Linked DNA regions of Mus musculus: region 2 is linked to region 1. Evidence: chromatin contacts called from public Hi-C data. All regions are on one chromosome and are shown on one strand. Each heading gives the region's core, a stretch centred on a gene start, on an enhancer-like site or on the middle of the called end of the contact. The rest is flanking DNA. Distances are from core to core; before and after follow the strand shown. Region 1 overlaps Nfatc2 (nuclear factor of activated T cells, cytoplasmic, calcineurin dependent 2). Region 2 has its middle 11 kb from the start of Mir7004.

What was found. Hi-C and Micro-C count contacts between places; a contact is called where the count stands out from the background.
Region 2: a Hi-C map of the C2C12 cell line shows a contact between it and region 1, with 2.7 times the contacts expected there. The contact joins two enhancer-like sites. A contact is called at or near these places in 16 of 484 Hi-C or Micro-C datasets (the C2C12 cell line, CD4 single positive thymocytes, CD8 T cells and 11 more), 7 of 115 datasets of contacts at active chromatin or transcription factors (the NIH/3T3 cell line, Th17 cells, astrocytes and 4 more) and 3 of 9 other capture datasets (adipose tissue, liver and pancreatic islet).

Annotation. Positions count from the first base shown.
Region 1 is chr2:168,546,860-168,554,755 of GRCm38.p6, reverse strand. The region is part of intron 3 of Nfatc2 (nuclear factor of activated T cells, cytoplasmic, calcineurin dependent 2); the gene reads left to right. Among named protein-coding and RNA genes, the nearest start is that of Nfatc2, 40 kb to the left of the region's middle. Within about 2 kb of position 5,190, at least 87 of the 459 cell types and tissues checked have an H3K27ac peak or open chromatin away from gene starts, as enhancers often do. A contact at or near this core is called in the C2C12 cell line, embryonic fibroblasts, muscle stem cells and 1 more, where this site is marked.
Region 2 is chr2:168,626,237-168,634,132 of GRCm38.p6, reverse strand. No RefSeq gene overlaps it. Among named protein-coding and RNA genes, the nearest start is that of Mir7004, 11 kb to the left of the region's middle. Within about 2 kb of position 5,147, at least 43 of the 459 cell types and tissues checked have an H3K27ac peak or open chromatin away from gene starts, as enhancers often do. A contact at or near this core is called in the C2C12 cell line, embryonic fibroblasts, muscle stem cells and 1 more, where this site is marked.

The DNA.
Region 1 (7,896 bases), core at 3,941-6,440:
CATATACTCGCAGCCCAGTGTGTGACTGGTGCTTCCTAGCCTTATGAATCTCAGGCTCAACAGTGTCAGCAGCTGGAGGCAGTGTGTCTTGGGTCCACTCTATGCTAACCTCCTGCTGTGCAGGGCAGTGGGGAGATTCCTGCGTGGGGGCCTGGGGCTGAGGTCAGCATGGGTGACAGGATCCCGCATAAGCAGAACTGTCCTGTTTCCATCACTCTGTCCCCTGGAGGCGCAGTCTGGACAGCCTTCTGGTTGGTGGTGGCATTAGGCCTGGTGCCCATGCCTCTGCACAGCCAGGAGAGAGGCTCCGGCAGTGGGGTATCCTCACAGGATCAAGAGCATCTCAAGTTCACACTTCGGAGGCAACTCTCATTCTAAACTCATTCGTGGCCCCGAAGGAGTAAGAGTAGTGATGCAGAGGATGAAGGGGGACATGCATTGAGCACCTACTGTATGCTGGCATTTGTTCCACAAGCTGTGTCTACACAGGTGCACTGAATCCTGGGCTACCCTGCGAACAGGACAGCATACTTCCCATTCTGACTCGTGTGCCCCACAGCCCGAGCGTCTACGTGATCTCCCGGGCCTGCAGCCTGGACCCCTGTTTTGCAGTTGGGATCTGCATGTGGCGTGGGGGCTCGGTTCCCATTAGGCTTTCTGACTGGTGACAAGGCTGGGGACAGAGGAGCTCAGTGACTTTACAGAAACCGTGTGGGTTAACAGAGGCCCAGCAGTTCACACCCACTGGGGCCAGAGAGCCAGCTGCCATCGCCAGCACGGATGCTACTATGCCGTGCTCACAAGGCACCATGGAGGATGGGGATGTGGGGACATGAAAGGCCCTCCCCGGCCTTGACAGGCGGCTGACAGTGCGGATGCCACTTGGAGCCAGTTGAAAGCAAGCCTCCTAAGGAAGCTGATTGCCCTCTGGCCAGGCGCTTCCTCTCTGGGTTGCGTGTTAGTGAGTTTAAAGCTCTTCCGAGCGAGCGAGGGAGCAAGGCTGGCCCGGCCCTTGGGCCCTGGGTGCCGCAGCTTCCAGCGGTGCCTTTGAAACCCTCTGCTGCCACAGCCCCTTATCTTGGCCCGTGGCTGGTTCCAGACCGGAAAAGGGAAAAGGGAAACACAGGAGAGGAAGGCTCTGCGCTGGGCTTTGTGTTTGGTTCTCGTTAGCAGGGGCCAACCCGGGTCTGTCGTTTGTTTTCCCACATTTCAGCGAGAAGGGTGATGGATGACTGTGTCTCCGGTGCCTGCCACACGCCAGGGCTCACTCACGCACATGCACCCTCTCATTGTGCAGAGGCGTCCTGTGCTCAGGGATGAGAACCTAACCACAGGTCCGTGTCTGCACAGGGGGCTGAGTGACTGGGGTTAGAGCCAGGCTCCTGGGCATGGGGACCGTAAGGGACACTGTCCCAGGTGATGTGGTAAACAGTGGCTTTCTTTCTGTTCTTGTGCTGACAGTATGTCAGTCAGGTTCAGGCTGTCCTTGAACTTGCAGCAATCCTCCTGTCTCAGCTCTTCTACCCTACTACTGGGGGGAGGGGGGGGGGAAGGCATTGATCCTCTTCCTGCTCCACAGGCAGGGAAATGACTCCTAGCTGGATACACGTCTCATGGGAGTGGGTTAGCTCTTCCACATCTCAGCCGGTCCTGTCAGGCAGGTTTCTCTTCCAGCCCCTCTTGCCATTCCTCCCAGTCCATGGTGGCTGTGTGTTCCCTCTTCTTGCAGTCACAGCTCAGTGGCAGAGCCGTCCAGCTCTCTGCACTGGTTTGCTGAGCACCCCAGCGTGAGGCAAGCTGGGCAGGTTTCTTAACTCTTTTGGTGATGATCCACTGGTCTCCAGGACCGTGGCTTACTGCTGTGTGCAGTTTCCACTATGTGCAGCTCCCACTATGTGCAGCTCCCACTATGTGAAGCTCCCACTGTGTATAGCTTCCACCATGTGCAGCTCCCACTGTGTGCAGCTCCCACTGTGTGAAGCTCCCACTGTGTGTAGCACCACTATGTTTCTTTTTAAATAATTTCTGCAAGTAAAGATAGGGGAAATGTTAAAGATTAAATCATTAACACTCCAGTAAAAGACCACAGTCGTGGCCGGAGATTGACTGACATCTGGGGATCGAGGTCCTGGCTGCTTGTGGGTGAACTTTGATCCTGCTGTCAAGGTAACAGTCACTGCATAGCTATGGAGCTAAGCTTGTCTGGGCCCACATCTGGTCATTGTCTTCCTAGTTGTGTGATCTTGAGCGAAATGTCCACCCTCTCTGTGCTTCAGTCTCTCCTCATATAAATTAAGTGTCCCTTTGGTACTGCTCTGAAGACCCAGGGAGTTGACAGCGTGCAGCCTTTACCAGGCCTCCGTACACGGCACGGCAGCCACTGCTGTTATTATGGTTAATTATAGACCCCACCTCCACCGTTGTACACATTTTCCCCAGCACGGCCCTGCTGCTGGCGAGACGCTGCTCAGCAAACATTAGTTGCCGTGAATTTTAAATCATCACAAAGCTGCCAGCGCTGGCACCGTAGGACCAGGAAAAAGCAATTCGGAAACCAGACAGAAAGTAAGCAGGGATTTTATTTCCAGTGAGCTCCCTCATCTCCCCCCTACCCCCGCCGGCAAGGGTCAGACAGCCACCTTCTCCCCACTTCCCACCCTCGGGGGAAAGTTCTAGTGAGATGGCAAGAAGACAGTGTTGGGGGGTCGGTTCCTGCTCTGGGTGTGGGCACGAGCATTCAATGCTGTTGATGGCAGTGTCCTTCTGGGGGACTCTCAGGTCTGGCTTTTTAGAGACAGCAGTTTAAAGAAGCCCTTTGTGGGCGTGTGGCTCAGTTGGTAAAGACCTAGCCGGCCTAACGTGCTCGAGGGCCCTGGGTTCTATTCTTGGCACTGCATGAACTATCTCTACATGGTGCTCCATAAACCTGTAGACATAGCACTTGGGCGATAGCGGCAGGATGTTTAGGAGTCCAAAGTCATCCTTGGCTACACAGTGAGTTTGAGGCCAGCCTGGGCTATGTGAGACCCTCTCTCAAAATCAAAAGTAAAATCAAACTAAAAGTCCTTGGTGGGGCAGACGTGCACTGGTCCGTGGTCTGTATAGAGACAACACTGAGGCATCTGCTGTCTCTGCACCTTGGGTGTCTTTAAGTGGGAGCCTTCCTTAGCTTGAAGGGCACGTCACCATGGAGATGGACTTTTTAGCTGAGCTTAGGTTTGGCTGCATCAACCATAAACCCTAAATAACAACTGGGTAGACACCCCAAACTATACAGCAAGTGTGTAGAGCTAAGGACTGGGACGTCGCCAGGAATCTGTCAATGGTCGCCTCATGGGACCAAAACAGCTGCTGTGGCTATGGCCATCACACTTGCATTCCAGGCAGTGGAAGGGAGGTAGTGTAAAGGCTTCCTCTCCTCAGCTTCATCAGTTTCTGCTTAGGAACCCTCGATAAGTCACTCACCCGTGTCTGCTAAGATCTTGTTGGCTTCATCGAGTAACACAGCCACCTTCAGCTGCAAAGAATGCCATGCTGTACCTTTTTTGGCTTGGCCACAGCTGCCGCTGTTACATGGAAAACAGAATTAGAGGTGGTGACAGCTAGCACACTGGATGATACTGAAGGTACAGTTGCAAGTCCTTTCTTAGACTCAGGGTCTAGAGAGGGTCTTGGTATAACATGTAGAAGGACAGGCTTAGAGGAAGACCCTGGTGATGGACAACCACTGGGACCTTTGAGAGTTTCCTCTGTGTGTAAGAGTATGTCCCCAAACCCCTGCTTTCTCTGTAGTGAGCACAGTCTCTCCCTGGCCACCATAGTGTGCTAGTCAAGGAAGAAACCAAGCCGAGCCCTGGCTCCTTCATCTATAAATCCCACATAGGAAAGAATTCTTACCTCTGTGCTTTGTAGGTGGAGCCGGGCTGAGGAGACACAGCATAAGGATGGAGTCTCTTGAGGTTGGCACTCAAGAACCAGCGAGGTGCCCGAGATGCTTTTCAGATTTTTCTTATGACAAGGAGCAGTGTGGTAGTGTATGTTCACTGCAGACTTTTAGAAAACATTTCTCTTGGGGACTCTGGGGATGTGCCCATTTAGGGGAGGTATTTGAATGATTACAAGAAATCTGATTGGGGTCAGTCCAGGCAGGCATCTTCCAGATAGTAGGCATTGTAGGTGCAAAGGTCCTGAGGCAGGGGAACAAGGGTGTTTTAGAAATAGCCGAGAGGTGGATATGGCTGGCTTTGAACTGGATAAGAAAGGAACAAGGGTGGGCAGAGCTGGAGAGAGAGGCGGAGCTAGCAAGGTTCCGCAGAGCATGGGATTCTAATTGGTTCTCTATTCACCAGACAGCCATGTGGCCAGTTTTAAGTAGGGAATCATATACTCTCATTGACTTTAAGAAGATCCCACTGGAGGCTGTGAAAACTCTCTTGAGGATGGAGGCATGGAAAGAGGCAGAGCAATTCTCAGCAGGGTCCGTGCAGCAGGATAGGACAGTGATAGGGTATCAAAGTCAGGTAGGCCATGGAGTAGCACAAGGTCTCTGCCTGCCATTGGACCAGGGCTGTTGCTCTAACAGAGTCATCTTTACGTATTCGCCCTCACTAGGATGACTTTGTGCCCCAGAGGACATTTGGCAGCATCTTGAGATATTTTGTTTATCATAGTTGGGGAAGGCTCATTGGCATCTAATGTATCAAGAAGTGTGTGCTGCTGCCAAACTTGGGCCTGGGGACCACAACAGGGGGTGATCAGTCCCCAATGATGAGGCTGAGAATCCTAGATCCTAAACAGAGATGTGATAATCCACTGTTCCCAGCTGCCATGGCTTCAATGTATTCCTCGATGCGGAACGCTGGATCTTGGATGCTACATTGTTGCAAAATGCATTGGGGAAGGGATCCTGCAGATTTCTAAGGAGTGGTTTCTTGTGGAAAAGCAACCCTTTGCCTGTCTCACCTTGTGGTCACCTTGGGCTAGGGGGTTAGGGACTTGTCAGCCCCTTTGCTGTGGACTTCCCTGGCCACAGAGGAGCATGAATCTTACTTAGCATTAAGCAGACTGAAGTGCTTTCCACCCCAAAACGCCATGTGAATCACCCCGCAGGGCAGCCGTCCCTTCCCCTCGGTGCTGGTTGGTCTCTGTTGAATGGAGGAAGGAGTGAATGAACCGAGCTGCCTCCAGTGGAGTGGTGACTCACACCGGCCAGCCCCCAGCCTCCATCCCTGGTGAATGAATGCCAGGCCACAAGGCCTTATAAGAACTAGCTCCTTGTTTCAGGCTGATGCGATCTGTTGATCTTCCAGTGGCCCCGCCTTGCCAGGTCTGCGACGCAAGCGTCTCAGCCTGTCTAGCCAGCTCCGGAGACCTGTGCCTTGTGCAGAGCCCTCCAAAAACCCACCCTTTGCAACCCAAGAAATTGGATCTTTAAAAATCCCAAAATAGAGTACAGAAAGTTACACATCGTGTCCACCTCTTTCTTTTTCTTTCTTTCTCTCCTGTGGCAAAAATGAGTCAGAATTCTTGGTCCAGCTCCAGAGAGACCTGCCTGGCCTTTTTTTTGGGGGGGGGGAGAGGGCAAAGGATGGGGACATCTCACCTTAGCATGGTAGGGTGCCAGCTGGCTCAACCTGGCTTGCATTTCACGAGTCCTGCCCTCTGCTACTCCAGCAGTCTGAGAAGAGTCTTCCAGCTTTCGATGCAATGAAACACGAGAGGCCAGCTCTTATGCTGCCCCCCCCCCCAGGATGTCCCATCTTTGGTGAAGTGTTTACGTGGAGTTGGGAGGGGCTGTGTTATTGGGGTTGGGGATACAGAGCTGCCACGGGTTCCCCTGCAGGAAATTAACCTTTCTCCTTGGAGCATGTTCAAATAATTGTATGGGTGTTCTTTTTTGTTTTTTGGGTTTTTTGAAGGGTAAATGTGCTGAGAACAGGTTTGGCTGTGTAGCCTGAGTTGCTTTTGAACTCCCGCTTTGGCTTTCCAGAGTGCTGGGATTGTGGGCATGGGGCACCATGCCTGGCTTTCATGGGGTTCCTGAAAGCTCTCTTCATCCCTCAGTTTCCCCTCCAGGGAATGTGTAGACAGTTGTCACCTTGTCCTTCAGTGTCAGGTCAGGATCCTGCACAAGAGACTACCAGAGGGCTGCGTTTGAAGGGAACATCCCCACCTACCTGGCCTTCTGGTGACAGTGTGGGCTGTGGGCCTGGCTCCCCCCCCCCCCACTTTCTCTCACCACCTCCATGGCACTGCCAAATTGCTGTCTTTTTTGACTCAGGCTCAAGGTTGTAAACTTCATTTTTCCAGCCGTAAGTCTGACTCCTCTCCCGACTCCTGGTATAACTGGCTTGGTATGATATGTCTCTTTCACAGGGAGACAGAGAGACACATTCCTGCAGATTGGTCCAAAAGAGCAGGGAATTTAGTTAGGGAGTCTGCAAACGTGGGGACTCTCCCAGACATGAATAAACCTCTTCACAGCACTTTGGGAAGATGAGTCACTCCCTGTATTAGTCAAGAATAGCCATCACATTCCACAGAGGGTCTGTCTGCTCAGGCCTTCAGCAGTTTTGTAGGGCATATCTATGTGTGCCAGGTGCCACCCAAGGCACCAGGGCAGAGCTGGACAAGTGTTATCCCGTGGAAGTAATTGAACGCATCATTAAAAGTTGCTGCTGCCAGGAATGGACTAAGCCCTGTGATGTCAAGACCCTCTGCTTTCACCAGGTTCCTCAGAGACGGCCCTGTGCTCTGGTCAGCTTTAGCTGGTAACTGGACACAGCTTCCGGTCATCTGAGAAGGACAGCCTCTGTTGTGGACTTGCCTAGATCAGACTGGCCTGTGGGTGTATCTGTTGGAGATTGCCTTGATATTGATCTAGACAGGAGGACCCAGCCCACCGACGGTGGCACCATTCCCTGGCAGGTGGTCCTGAGCTGTTTAAGAAAGCTGGCCGAGCAGAAGCAGGCCCGTGGGCCAGCAAGCAGCGCCCTCCGTGATTTCTGCTGCGCTTCCTTGGCTGTGAGTGAATGAGCACTCCTTGGACAGATGTAACACTTTGTGGAACAGCTGGCGGGGTCCTGCCTTCAGGCTCCTGTCTTGACTTCCCTCAGTGGTGGACTACATAAGCCAGTGAGCCCTTTCCTCCCCTGTGCCGCATTGGGTCGGAGTATTTTATCACAGCAACAGAAAGAAAACAAGGAATCTCTGCATTTGCGTGGCTCCTGGAAGATGGAGATGTGGGGTGGTGACAGCTACAGGAAGACCCAGAGGAGGAGGAGGACAGAGGGCTGTGGGGGAGAACTGAACAAAGCCCCCAAGGTTAGGGAAACTGTTTAAGGAGCAGCAAAGAAGTCACGAGGACGGACCAGGACTTGGGGGGGGGGGGGGAGAGGCTGAAGGATGGCAGGCCAGACGGGGCCATACAAGCTTCTACAGGCTGCACACAGGTCTTAGATTTTTCTTCCATATGTCCCTGAATAGCATTGTGTTTCAGAACTGAGGGACAATCTTCAAGTTTACAGAGACCCGGGGAGAGGAAATTTGACAGCTAGCCCAACATCTCCCAGCCATCAGTGGAAGAGAAATTTGAACAGAGTGTCACATGCGTTGAGTGTCAGTTAGGAGCTTCCCACAAACCTCACCAGCTCCTCTTCTCTGAGCCCTTTCGTCAGCCCAGTTCACAGATGGAGAAACTGAGGCTTGGCAGTAAACTGACCCAGATGATCCACAAGTCACCGCTTCATGGACCCTGCAGGCTCTTAGACAAGGAGAAATATAGAAAGCAGCCAGCAAAAGGATGGGGCTGGGGCTGGAGAGATGGCTCAGCGGTTAAGAGCCCCGACTGCTCTTCCGAAGGTTGTGAGCTCAAATCCCAGAAACTACATGATGGCT
Region 2 (7,896 bases), core at 3,898-6,397, 79 kb before region 1:
GGCTAGTCAAGGTTTGTAGTAAAACTGCTGTAATGTTCGCACGTACATTCACACAAACATACTCCAACACACACACATGCACACACAAACACACACATGCATACAAAACATATGTGCGCCCGTGCATGCACACACACAGGAAAAGTAAAAACACAACACTGTGTAGATGGAGGAGGAGGAAGAGGGTGCGACTTGAAGATTTGTCTTGAAGCCCTCCTCTCAGGAGGGAGAAGCTGAGTCCCTTTGGACAGCCCCACCCTGTGGAGCTGCAGGGACCCCACAGCATGAGGAGGAAAGGCTAAGGAGGGCGAGATGGTGCTGGTGGCTGCACCTAGGCGCATCCACTCTGACAGCCTGCAGTCGCCCTTGAGTTGACTGCTCCTACCACCTCATAAAACAGCCCCAGTGGCGTGACCCTACTGCTGACAGCCAGTGGCCGGAGCGGACACTTTGAGCGGAGTTGCTGTAACTGGAAGTAGCAGCCGACAGCCCTTTAATGTGTCGACAGCGAGATAAGAGCTCTCTTCATTGTTTAGACAACATGGCTGCTGTGACTCAGATACTCTGAAACGGGGTGGAGAGGTCAGGGCTTGGGGACAGTCTCTTCCCCACCAGCCTGTTTCCTGAGAGGAGGGGGAATTACAGAGGGAGGATCCAGCGGAAAAGCAGAGGCTTCTCCTAGGCTTGTCCTCCGTGGGCAGCGGTTCCCAGGAGGAGGCTGAGGGGAAGCCAGGAGTGGTGTCTTCCTCAGCCAGCAAGGCCAGTGTCACCCTGGAGATAAGGCCTTTTATCTTGCTCTTCATTACCTCTTGACCGCCTTTTAGCTCTTGTGCTTTGCCAGTGTTTTCCATTCCACTGTAGCCATTTCTCCTGGAAAGCAGAGGTGTCCAGGGAAGGTGTGTCATGACATGTGAGTGACAAACAGGTCAGGAATGAGGTCATGGCCCCAGTGTTTGAGAGAGGTGGAGCCAAACCCATGTCTCAGGGTGGAGGAGGTCTTCCTCAGCGTCCTAAGGCCATCCTTTCAGAAGTCACCCCTGGGAAACTGGAAGCCTTAAGATAAATCCTGCTGTGTTTGCAAACCCGAGCCCAGCCCTGCACGAGAATGAGTCGCCTCTGTCAGCTGGAGAAAGCTGCTGCTCATTTGGATGGGCTCAGCGCTTCAGACCCCACTTGATGCCTGAAATCTCAGGTACTGGACAGTATCCTCCATGAGGTCCTGTGGGGCTTCCGTGTGACCAGCAGCACGGTAGCACCACAGCCTGGGTGTTCCTGAGTGACTGAGGTGTAATATGTAAATGTGATGTCATGGGTACTCCTCAGGCCATGAAAGACAGGGGCCAGGTGCTGACCAAGAGATCACAATGCTTTCCTACACACATCGAACTGCCACCTCAGCCAAGAACTCAGAGCACGTGGCCACTCCGGAAGAGCAGATGGCAGGCCAGCAGGGACAAAGCTTGGGTTTGCAGCCCTTTAAAAGAAAAAAAAAGGGTTTATTTATTTATTTTATGTATATGAGTACACTGTTGCTGTCTTCAGACACACCAGAAGAGGGCGTTGGATTCCATTACAATGTTTGTGAGCCACCATGTGGTTGCTGGGAACTGAACTCAGGACCTCTGGAAGAGCAGTCAGCACTCTTAACCGCTGAGCCATCTCTCCAGTCCAGTTTGCAACCTTTTAACAGTAGGATTCTCTAGGCCTTTTCCCTGGTCCGGCCATTTGAAGCGAACTTCTGTTACATTCCACTGACACCTTTGCCTGGGAACACCAGGGTCCCAATGTCCCCAATACAGCATTTAACCTGAAGTGGGAGGGCCTCAGGGTACAGCACTCCCTTTTGAATACAGACAGCCCTAGCTGTCCCTCTGAGAAGAGCCTTGCTATTTGTCTAGTTTAGATGGTGACCTCGGGCAGGGTGAGCAGGTTTGCCTTAGCTTCGCTTATTTCTCCGTTGAGATGTGGTGGGCAGTCAGCCCCTACGCCCATCTCATATCTGAGCTTGGAGCTCATGTGCACACACAAGTCACTAGGGTACTAGGCAAGCAGGGACATGCTATCCCTGCTGGGGGACACCGTGAGCACAGAGCAGACTGTTAGCAGTCCACTGGAGCTGGGATGGGTTCACCTTTTGAGAGCCTCACTCCCCGAGGAGAAAAGCCTCTGTCCTGGTCTTCCACACCTCCACACCAGCGCCTCTCTGCCAACATCTGTATTCCCATACTTCTGAAATTTGAGGTGTCTGATGCTTTTTCAATGTATTTTGAATTTTGTGCTCACTGGAAAGTTCGCTTTTCCCTCTGTAGTTTTGTTCTGCTTTGCTTTGTCTCCTGGGGGAGGGGTTGGAAGGTGGTAGAGACCCCCCCCCCTTCAAGGACAGCATCTTAAACTCTTGCCAAAAATCTCAAGTCTACACATCCGCTGCTTCATTCTGTTTAGCAAGGATATCTACCGTGCCAGCAAGATGGTTCAGTGGGTGAAAGGTGCCTCCAACCAAGCCTGACACCCCGAGTTTGATCCCTGGGACCCACACTGTGGAAGGAAGGAAACAACTCCTAAAAGTTGTCCCGTGACCTCCACATACAAACATACATGCACGCACACATAAGCACACATACATGCACACATATGCACATACATGCAAAGACCCATAGCTATTGTTTTTTTTAAACTGTTTTTGGCATTTGTCTCGAGTAGGTCAGTGATACCATTCCCAGTGTTTACAGAAATATTTGATTTCTTTCCCCATTATTAATTGTGTATGTATGTGTATATATATATATATATATGTATGTATGTAAGTAAGTACTTGGAAGAGGCCAGAGCTACTGAGTCCCTTGAAGTTGGATACAGGGTGCTGGGAACCAAACTCGGGTCCTCTGGAAAAACAGTGCCATTTCCAAAATCCTTGCTTTTCATTCCTTTGAAATCCCAACTCTCTGGTTGGGGAAGAGGCAGGTCAGCGTGAGGACCTGAGTCTGAGCCTTGGCCCAGAACTCAGGCGTGGTGATGTCACTGGAGACAACAGGATCCCCAGGCTTCTCTGGCCAGCCAGACTAAACCAGTGGTCAAGTTTCAGGTCCCAGTGAGAGACTCTGCCTCTAAAAGCTCAGGGGACAGCATGGAGGCTGATCTCTGGCTTCTACACAAACATGCAAAAGCGTGCGCGCCCCACGCACATGCAAACAGACCCATCTCCCTCAGGCCTCTTCACACTTGGGGAAGAAAAGAAGGCGCTTTATAGACACAGTGTGCCTTGTTTCTCTTTTCAGCACTTGCATCCATGTCTTCAGGAGGGGGTGGGGAATCACTGTGGACAGATACTGCCACTCCAACCTAGAGCCCGCAGACCTGCAACGGTCACGTCATGGGGCCCTCTCCTAGCTGGCTACTCCACCCCACCCCGCTGTCCCCATGTGCTCAGACAGGTTCCTCAGTGCAGGCGGGGCTGTGTCAGTGACTGCTGTGTTTGTGGGTGAGGTGGGCATGTGGTACTTAGACTAGCGGCAGTGAGATTGGGGTCCACAGGCTCACTCACCCGGGAACCTCATTCCTTCCTTGGTGGGCTGCCGTGTGTGTGGGTGAGCTAGGTGCTCACCGGGACATGACTTTCTGATCAGAGTAGAGACACGTGGGCACAGCACGTTTTCATTTATTTAGCAGGAATGTCCAGATGCTTCGAATTCTTGGTTCTGTGGTGACACCTGTGATTGGCTTAGTTTCTGGGCGATCCCTCTCTTTGTTTACCAGCGTGGTCTGTTACTGCTGGCCAATAAAGCTGTGTTCTCTCTGCCTTTGGGGGTCCCTTTAATGTATGATGGGTGGTGAAACACAAGGGAGGTCCGACCATGCTTCTGTTGTGTGCCTCTCTCAGGGCAAAACAAGCATGAATAACTTCCCAGTTAAAGGTTGTTTGGGGTGCTAGGGACACAGCTGCTGTGAAAGTTTGAGGACCTGAGTTCAGATCCCAGGAGCCCACGTAAAAGCCAGATAGTTGTACACATCCATAGATCCATAGCCGAGCTGGGGATGGGGTGGGGGCGGGGAGGGAGGGAGGGGGAGACACACACACACACACACACACACACACACAGAGAGAGAGAGAGAGAGAGAGAGAGAGAGAGAGAGAGAGAGAGAGATCACTGGGACTCACTGGCCATCCAGTCTGAATCAGCTCCAGGTTCAGTGAGAGACCTTGTCTCAAAAATAAAGTGAAAACAGGGAGGGAGGCCGTCGACATGAGCTCCTGGCCTGCACCCACAGGTGTGCACACAGGTGCACACACAGGTGCACACATACACACGCACCTGCACATGCTCAAATGCTTCCTTGCTTTATTTATTTATTTGCTTATTTAGGACAGGGTTTCTCTTTATAGCCCTGGCTGGCCTTGAACTCACAGAAACCCATCCTCTTCTGCCTCCCTGGTGCTAGGATCAAAGGCATGTGCCACCATGCTCCGTGCACATCCATTCTTACCCTACACCATGATTCACTGTGTGACATGTCAGATTTCAAACCTGATGGATAAAAATGAAAAAAAAGCCCGAAGCGTCACGTTTGAACAGGCGACACGAAAGGTTTTCTGTTTCTCTTTGTTTTCAGTCAGAGGATGGAAGCATCAGGAACACACTTCTGTCTTTGTACACGGGAGGTTTAAAAACAAAGAATTTGGTATCTCCTTAGCGTATCGAGCCTTAAGTCAGAGGAGACTGTGTCCCTGGGAGATGTGTGACATTGTCAGAAGCTATCTTCCAGTGACTCAGTAGTTTCTGGCTCCCAGTGGGCAGAGGTCTGGGTGCACAGGGAACCCCATACTAAGATGTGACCACCAATGACAAAGAACTTGCACAGCCTAATGAGCCCATGCCCGTTTGCCACCTGTATAACCCTGTAAAATGGCCTGTGTGTGGAAGCACGTTCTAATATCCAGCTGGCCAGTCTAGTCAGCAGTGTGGTCCCAGGAAGGACTTTCTTCATCGTGTGTCAGATAAAAAATGGTGACTTAGCTGTTGGCACCAGCAGCAATGCCCTGGGCAAAGTGGTCCCATGCACCTCAGGTGGGAAGTTCAGGGCCCCCTTGCCAGGAGATATATTGTCCTGGCCGCCCCTGCACATCTCAGCCACCAGGGGGCACACGAGGACTGAAAGTCATGGGTGCCCTGCTTAGAGCTGCCCAAGTTTCCTTCAGGCCTCCAGAGTTTATTTCGTGGCCCAAGGCAGTGTTAAAGACAGACATTTCTTTTCGTGTTGATATATAGACTATTTTGCTGTGCTTAATAATGTTTTAAAAAAATCCATGGCCGGGAAGCAGAGGGGAGGGTACGGGCGATGAATATTAATTTGGTATTAACTATTTGCATTTTTGAGCCACCGGCATCTGGCAGCCATGCCAACTCCCTGTTGGGGTGATTTGGTTTAGAGACACAATGTTCCGATACCCTGAGCACTTCAGCTGTTTTTGTTATGAAACTTTGCAGGGTGACAGGCGGCCTGGTGGTGTTTGTGAGGTGACCTGGGAGTGATGGATTGGTTCACCTCAAAATAGAACTGTCGGGCTCCAGGCTTTCCAGAAGTCGGAATACAGTAACAGGATTCATTCAGGCCTTGCTAATTTCCGACTTTAAATGGGTTACATAACCTAGCGGGCCCCGCCTTCGTGCCTCTCCAAACTACCCTAGAAGCCATGGGGAATCTATCATTAAAAGACAGAAATAACCCTGTTGGGCTCTGGGAAAAAGTTGAGTTGGTTATTTTTCCCCCCTTCCCTGATACCTCCTCTTACTTCCCCGCCTTTTTTTTTTTTTTCACCCAAACATTGCATAATTTTTTTTTTTCCAAATCTTTCCATGGGATTTGGTTTCATCCCCATGTGGCTGCGGTTGGAGGGGCAGCTTCAGCACTTTGGGGGGCTGGTGAATTTTTGGAGGATCACGAAGTACCAGATCGGGTTTCCTCCAAAGCCCAGCGCTGGGGTTTCTCCCCGCCCTGCCCCCCTCTTTTATGAGTGACCTGTTCCATACATCTTTACCGACTGTTGCCTGCTGGCCTGGATGCCAGGGCAGAGCTCCACCCTCTCTTACACGGTGAGGTTTGAGTCTGAAACAGACTCCCCTAGAAGCCAGGGTAACTGAGTCACCATGAAGTCACCCACGACCTGGGCTTGGGCACAAGCCAGGTCCCTTTCTTTGCGTGTGGCTATGGGCTCTGTCTGTCCATATGGAGAACTTGACGTTCTGAGTTCAGAGGAGAATGAAGAGAGAGAGATTAGATTGTCTCTGTTGGGCCATCAACCTGGGGGGTCTTTCCTTTGAGAAAGACTGGGAAGTCCAGCATAAAGAAAGTGGAGGAGGGGCGGAGGGTGGATAGATTATGCTGAAGTTTGGGTACTATTTTTTTCTACCCTGTGGAGACAGAGTACCTACTGTGTGTGAGGAAACACTAATCCTGTTCTTGGAGGAATGACACCATTTCTCTCTCTCTTCTCTCTCTCTCTCTCTCTCTCTCTCTCTCTGTGTGTGTGTGTGTGTGTGTGTGTGTGTGTGTGTGTGTGTGTGTGGCATGCAGTCCACCAACAGATACAATTCCAGTACCTGGTGGAGATGAGGTTGATAAAGAAGACAGATCTAGGGGAACTGTAATGGATGGGAGGTGATGAGGGGCAGAGAGAGGCTGGAAATCAGCTACCTGGACCTGGAAAGAAGGGAAGAGTGTTCCAGCAGTGATGTGTAAAGGCCCTGGGGTAGGAAGCACGAGGCATGTTGGAAAGGCTCACGGGAGGAGAGCTGAGATGTAGAACTTGGCCTCCAGGCCGAGGAGGTCTATAGCGTTAGACATAGCGTTCTGCACTTGAGCTGTGTCCTGTTCTTCTTCCCTCCTTGTCCCACCTCTACCCCTAACCAGGGGGCCTCACATGAGACCCTCTGCAGGCTGTCCTGCCCAGACCAGGTGTTGCATGTCAGCCCAGTTGACTATGAAATGGAGAGTTTGGATGAGACATGTGCTTGCTTTCTAGGCATACATGAAAGAGCCTTGCTCGGCCTAGATGGCTGGCGGCTGAGGTGGCTTCTTTCTCAAGTTCTGATGCAGAGCTGATCAGCCTCTTGGAACTAAACATGGCATATAGGAAGAACATGCAGAGGAAACCCCCACCGAGTGTGTCCCTGTCCCTAGTGTGCTCCTTTGGGTCAAGTTTCGAAGGCAAAGCCTTGTGCAGTCAGAACTGCGGCGCCCAGGCCGCATTCAGATTACCCACCCCCCTCCCCTGAAGAAAGAAGAGCCGGCTTCGGGAAGAATGCAGCAAGTGTCCTAAAGACGGGCAAGAATGTGTCCTCGTTTGTCCTTATATATGAAACAGATTTGTAGAGAGGCAAATCGGAGCCGCTAATGACACCCAGAGCCCTGCGGATTCCAACGGGGCTGGGCCAGGCAGGCAGTTGGCCCCCGAACAGCTCATCAGCCAGAGACACTGAGGTGGGTGATTGCTCTGGAAATGAAGCAGGAATCCTTCAAAGATGCTGCTGGTAATTAGAATCTAAGATGCCACTTTGTATGCACATAACTTAGCATAATATTGTCAGGCGGCTCATCAGCAGCAGGCGCATTAGAGAAAATGGCCCAGGGCCTCCAAGAGCTGGGCCAGCACACACAGAGCCACGGAGCCTCTGCTCTGCTAGGGCAGCCTGGGTGGAAGGAGAGGCAGCCAAAGGCCTGCAGGAGCAGGGGAGCCGACTCAGTCTGTAAAGTGATTGCTGTGCACACTACGAGACCTGCGTTTGGATTCCCCAGAACCCTGCTAAGAACTATGCACACCAGCCCCGGACCTCGAGCAACCTCTGGGGGAGGGCGGAGGATGGCAGCTCCAGGCCTCGTTGCCAGCCAGCCTAGGAGAAT